Linked DNA regions of Bombyx mori: region 1 is linked to region 2. The links are chromatin contacts, called in public Hi-C maps. All regions are on one chromosome and are shown on one strand. The core of a region is the stretch at or near the end of the contact, and the rest is flanking DNA. Distances in the headings are between cores, read along the strand shown.

The links. Hi-C and Micro-C count contacts between places; a contact is called where the count stands out from the background.
Region 1: a contact with region 2 is called in a Hi-C map of posterior silk gland, with 3 times the contacts expected there. The contact joins the promoter of SGF1 here to the enhancer-like site in region 2. A contact is called at or near these places in 3 of 7 Hi-C or Micro-C datasets (middle silk gland, posterior silk gland and whole pupa).

Annotation. Positions count from the first base shown.
Region 1 is chr25:11,283,072-11,286,566 of ASM3026992v2, forward strand. It overlaps SGF1 (silk gland factor-1), which reads right to left and starts at 1,722. Exons shown (of 1, transcript NM_001043864.1): 1 at 1-1,722. The coding sequence starts at 1,687. The coding sequence ends at 638. It overlaps LOC134201420 (a long non-coding RNA gene), which reads left to right and starts at 1,879. Exons shown (of 2, transcript XR_009976705.1): 1 at 1,879-2,088.
Region 2 is chr25:11,156,445-11,159,626 of ASM3026992v2, forward strand. No RefSeq gene overlaps it. Among protein-coding and RNA genes, the nearest start is that of LOC134201424, 28 kb to the right of the region's middle. Within about 2 kb of position 1,682, at least 3 of the 8 cell types and tissues checked have open chromatin away from gene starts, as enhancers often do.

The sequences.
Region 1 (3,495 bases), core at 472-2,971, 130 kb after region 2:
TTTTTCTCTCTTTTCTATACATTAATGTGTTTAGAATTTAAATGAACTTAATTTGTTTGTTTACTTAATAAAAGACATCAACGCGATACACAAACAAATATTAAGCTTATTATCTAAATATCGATAGATAAGCGAAACGAGCGATAACCGATAAGGTATCGATCGCATTACTTCCTCTGTTACACGCGTCCGTTACTACATGAGAACTAACTGCCGGCATGTTTTAAAAGTCCTAAAAGTCGGAGTGTACAAATTAGAGTCGAATATAATGACTATAAAGGACACTTTCTCGAAAGTTCGACATAAGATTTAGGCCTAGAATCGCGGGTCGGCGCTCGCCCTCAGCCTTCCGCGTGCACTAAACATCTATCTAGGAATGAAATGCACACAACGACGGACTCTTCGTTAACTCAAATATATACACAAATATACAGGGTCCTCGGGCGAGCGCGACCGCTCCGTAGGTAATATCACCAGAACACGTAACGCTCACTTGGAGTCCAATATCATTGATGAGATTGTCGGGTTGTGCGGCCCGGCGGCGGCTGCGGCGGCGGCTGGGCTATGGCGCGGCGGACTCGTCCTGCGGCACGCACCACGAGGGCGCGCGGCGGACGGCCTACGCCAGGGGGTATTGTCACAAGGGCGGCTGCGCGTGCGCGTGGTGATGGTGGTACAGCGGCGACTGGTAGTAGTTATCCGCCGGCGAGTGCCCGTATCCATAGTTCACGTCGTACATCTTGAGATCCGCCTTGGTGTCGGCGCCGGGCAGCAGGCGGGTGATGCTGAACGGGTGCTGCGCCGGCGCGTACCCGCTCGGCTCCTGCTTGAGCTGCGCGTAGTGCTCGAGGGCGAGCGGCGTGTGCTCCGGCAGACAGAGCTCGGGCGCGGCGTGCAGCTGGGCCAGGAGCTCGTCACGCATCTCCTTGTCCTCGCCGGGCCCGGGCGGCGCGCTCTTGTCGTGCCCGTGCTCGCCGCGCTTGTCGTGTGAGCCCCCGTGGTGTCCGTGCGTCTGCTGCGCCTTCTGGGCCTGTCTCAATGTCTCTTTCTTCTCGTCCTTGAATCGTTTCTGACGTCGCAAGAAACAACCGTTTTCGAACATGTTCCCGCTGTCAGGATGTAGCGTCCAAAAGGAACCTTTTCCGGGCTTGTCCGGCGTGCGCGGCACTTTCACAAAGCAGTCGTTGAAGGACAGCGAATGTCGGATCGAGTTCTGCCAGCGCTGCTGGTTTTGTCTGTAGAAAGGGAACAGATCCATGATGAACTGGTAGATTTCGGAGAGCGTCAGCATGCGTGAAGGATTATTCTGGATAGCCATCGTGATGAGCGATATGTAGGAGTACGGCGGCTTCGCGTGCGTGTAGGAGCGGCGGTACGTCTTGTCGTTGCGGGCCCGCTGCAGCGCTGAGGTGGGTGAGGCGGCCTCCTGCTCTCGCGGCAAGGAGCCGTAGGGCACGGCGCCGGCGCCGCCCATGCAGGAGGCCATGGTGCTGGGCGGCGAGTAGCCGACACTCGGGGAGCCCATACACGAGCCGCCCGCGACCATGTTGTTGGAGTATAGATTCGGATAGGGCTGCGCCGGCATGCAGCCCATACCGTTAACGTAGGGCGGCGCGAGGCCCGGCGACAGCGAGGACAGCGACGCCGACGTCGGCACGTCGCCGTACGAAAGCTTCTGCGAGATCATGGCTAGCGCATCACCCGCGCGTGCACGCCGGCCAGGGGCAAACACTCGCACTGATTGAAAGAGTAAATAGAAGCTAGGGGCCCGGGATCCCCTCCACCGTGTCGAGGATTGGTGCGGCGAGGGGCGGAGCGCCGAGGGCCCCGCCCCGCGACGCGCGCATCCCACCCCGCGCCCCACCCCCGCCCCGCAGGCACAGCTTCGCGCGCGACGCTCTCCGCTGCTAATAATACCGCAGTTCCAAACGATAAAAACATGGAATTATCATAAGTGCTTTACCAGGAATGTGTGCTTGTGTGCGGCATTAAGTTTATGCATTCTTGTCGAGTTACCGAATATCTCTAAGACACTACGACTGTGTTCGGAGCTGAGAACTCTGCTGGAAGAGTACATGATGTCTTTGTGTGAGTTTCGCTTCGGTGGGATTGTAGGCGTCGTGTCATAACTAATTAATTAACTTTTACGTAATTTTGTACGGAATTAGTATTTTGAGTACCTTGAGTTTTGAGGTTCGCGGGCGATCCGTTGGATACAGGCAGCGCAGGACCGATCTTTATGGCACGGCCTAGGGAAAGCTTATGTCCAACAGTGGACTCTGTGAGCCGATAGAATAGTTTCATCCATCGTTATGTTTCTGTAAGAAGACTGTTCTTACTGGTGGTAGGACCTCTTGTGAGTCCGCACGGGCCGGTACCACTACCCTGCTTATTTCTGCCGTGATGCGTTTCGGTTTGAAGGGTGAGGCAGCCGTTGTAGCTATACTGAGACTTTAGAACTTATATCTCAAGGTGGGTGGCGCATTTACGTTGTAGATGTCCATTGGCTCCAGTAACCACTTAACACCAGGTGGGCTGTGAGCTCGTCCACCCATCTAAGCAATAAAAAAAAAGATACATAATAGCGAACAGAAAAATCTAAAGACTCCTTTAGTCAAAAATGGCTCCTTTAGTCAGTTTTTTTAAATTAGAATTGTAAAGTATAACGTGAAAGCCATCGAACAATGATTGCTGTGCGACTTGCAAAGTTATATAAATTGTAAAATCTAAACTAATCAATTGTAAACTTGAACTAAAAGCTAAATCTTATCATTGAGTAGTTTAATCATATATTTTTTTATAATAGCAGCAAAACCACATCGATTTTGCAGGAAAAAAAAATTGCTATTACACCATTGTAACTCTTCGGACTTTATTTTTTTTTGCTTAAATGGGTGGACAAGCTCACAGCCCACCTGGTGTTAAGTGGTTACTGAAGCCCATATACATCTATAACGTAAATGCACCACCCATCTTGAGATATAAGTTCTTAGGTCTCAGTTTAGTTACAACGGCTGTTTCACCCTTCAAACCGAAAGCATTACAGCTTCACGGCAGAAATAAGCGAGGTGCATTTATGCATTTTCAAGTTCAGCTTAACAGATGAGCTACTCTTTTTTTTTTATTGCTTAGATGAGTGGATGAGCTCACAGCCCACCTGATGTTAAGTGGCTACTGGAGCCCAAAGACATCTTCAACGTAAATGCGCCACCCATCTTGAGATATAAGTTGTAAAGTCTCAAGTATAGTTACAACAGCTGCTCCACCCTTCAAACCGAAACGCATTACTGCTTCACGGCAGAAATAGGCAGGGTGGTGGTACCTACCCGTGCGGACTCACAAGAGGTCCTACCACCAGTAATTACACAAATTATAAATTTGCGAGTTTGATTTTTATTACACGATGTTATTCCTTCACCGTGGAAGTCAATCGTGAACAATTGTTGAGTACGTATTTCATTAGAAAAATTGGTACCCGCCTGAGATTCGAACACC
Region 2 (3,182 bases), core at 432-2,931:
CGGCAGAAGTAGGCAGGGTGGTGGTGGACCCGTGTGGATTCACAAGAGGTCATAACACCAGTATTTTTTGTGAGAAGACCGTCATATGTTCAGAGTTGAAGAGTGAGACAATGTTTATCCATTAGAATGAAGACCATAGTGGCCAAAGGAATTTATTTATGTTTGAATGACGCTGAATGTATCGCTAAGTAATCGATTGACTTTATATTATAATATAATACACACTGACAGTTGCGTATGTTTGTTTATGTAATATCCATAAATGTATAATATCATAGCTTTACAATTTTACTAGTATAGTGCTATGTACTAGAATGGTGTTTGGTTGAATTGTTTGAGGTTATCCCTTCATTTATTTTTATCATCGTATGCTATTTGGAAGTGTTATTATTTTTTCCGTACCTATGCTGGCAAACTCGACGGGTTATGCCATTTTCGTCGAGCAACTAGATGAGCTCACGGGGCTCTGATCTGACGAGTTTGCTAACACTAGCCCTAGCAAGAGCAGTGCTTCGCAAATTCTTCCACCGGATCCGAAACGCGATCTACTGAGAAGATCCGGCGAGAAACTCAGTGGGCCAGAGATCCAAGGGAAATGATTATTATTATTGTGAAGAAGAATTGAACGTCCTCTTCCCTGACGATATATACGAAGAAGCTGATGTATATCTGTGCGACGACTTTGCGGTTGTAACACAATAGTCAGCAAATGAAAAGATTGAAATTTGGATTGGATTTGAGTCGCAGTGCGTTCCCAGTGATCTTTTTTGGCGCGTACCATCCGGCTTTGGAATGAACTCCAACTGTAGCAGAGAGCACTACGATATAATATCCTTTCTCAAACGAGGTTTGCTGAGAGCCTTCAGAAGTAGCGACTTGGCATGAGCAACGATGAGTACTCACCGTCAGATGGGTCCTATACTCATCTGCCTATAAAGGCAATACGAAAAAAAATAGTATCAAGATTTTTTCGCAATGACAACAATGTTAAATTCATCATGCTATAAATAAATAAATAAAAATAAAGTAAGCTTTTATTGCTGCTTTACTTAATCGTTACTAACTTGTTGTAACTGTTGTTGTAACTATACTTGAGACCTTAGAACTTATATCTCAAGGTGGGTGGCGCATTTACGTCGTAGATGTCTATGGGCTCCAGTGACCAATTTTTTTTTTATTGCCCTTGTAGGCAGACGAGCATACGGCCCACCTGATGGTGAGTGGTTACCGTCGCCCATGGACTTCAGCAATGCCAGGGGCAGAGCCAAGCCGCTGCCTACAAATACCAGGTGGGCTGTGAGATCGCCCACCCATCTAGGCAATAAAAAAAAATTACTTAATAATAACTTAAATATAAATCCAACTTATAATTAAGTATTCCGTTCGGTGCTCGGTGTGGTTTTCAAAACAGCTTGTCTCTCGACAAAGGCCTCCTCTGAAGATCGCCAAGATTCTCTATTTTTGGCCAATTCCAATTCCCCTTTATTTCAGAGCTATAATGCTATAATCAAATACGATGTTCATAAAATGGCAAATGAAAGTTTTATAATATATTGTATAGAACGTTTTGCGAATCATCCGAAGGCAAAAGTTGCGTAACCAAGATCCTCAAACGACCAGACAAGCCTGTGTCAACACAACAGGAATTAGTCCAAATTATGTGCCTCCCTCGCGCAGCCCTCATTACACACCCTTCTCAGAATCAATATTTGTCGTCCGTACTCTTCTATTTTAATACAACACGCACATTAGCTGACAAACGATAATGATCTCTTGAGCGAAAGATGGAAGTACTGGAATCCTTCGAGCTACATTCGCGATGTTAAGACGTTTCGGAAATGTAAGCTTCACTCGCTCTCGATGTTGCTGTCTCTTTAAACGCAATGTCGTCTCTTTCTGATACGGTTTTCCGTGATGTGTCGCTCGGAACATGAAACGCTTTGTACATATACTATTACAGTTTCTTGTCGAGTCTAAACCAAAAATAGATTACGTACAATTTAATAATTGTATCCTCCCAAAATTGCATCGTCACAGTTGATTGTTAGAATTAATTTTTTCTGAAAAAGTTGCTTTTTGGAGTAGTCATAAATATCTTAAAAGTTTAGTAACGTTATTAAGGAGAAAAACAAAAAAAAAATCGATTCAATATCGAAATAGATTTCCGAATGAAATTCCGATATAAAAGAGACTATGATAATTAACATGCTTTCACGTACCAAACCTTAAATGAACATAAAAACCGATTGAATATTCATAAAGATCTGTTAATTGCACAACTCTGCAAATACATCGTGACGTCGCTTCTAAGACTTGCCTTCTAAAGGCAGAGAGATTCAATAGATCTGAGACCCATCCCAAAAGGCCAACCCTAGACATAAATACACACATACACATCCAAATGTAGCGCGCGCAGCTTCGGGAAAACTACGGGCCTTCGCGTATTGTGTACAAGAACGCGAATGTAGTATAATGCAATTATTTAGATACTATTTGTTGAAATAAATTATTAAAAATGTGTTTGTAAACGAAAACTGTCAGAAGTTTAACAGATATATTGTTTTAATGCTTTATATTGGAAGGCAAATATTTGAAATTAATTCTAAATACAAATTTGTCCGCGAATATTATACGGAACGTTTGAAAAAAGAATTTGCAAAAAAATGTAAACTTTGTTTTTTTTAAATCAATATAACCTATATACTGTCGAAATAAACACGACGCGTTATAATGTATATATTATCATCTAATAATATTTATCTGCATTAATATCAGTACGTATACTGCACAGAAAACGCGTGTTGGTTGTGTGCGCATCTATTTACGAGACGAGTAAATATGTACCCTCGCCGTTTGTGGAGGCTGCATTAATAATTCAATTGGTCTCCCCCCGCGCCCCGACGTCTCTTTTAAACGTTTTTTAACTTACCGCCAAACGGATTACATCCGGTTCGACGAGCAACGTGAAACGGAACGTTAATGAAGATTAAAAAGTTATTACGAATTATCGAACCTCCTGGAATATTGATACGATTGTTTTAAAGTGTAATCTGTTAAGTGATTCGGAGAGTTCCGGAAACGTTTAAATTGTTTTGTGAATTAGATATTTTATAAATTCCCGGTAAAATGATATTAACGATATTGTTCTATAAAAAATACAGAGTATTTTGATACCTAGATGA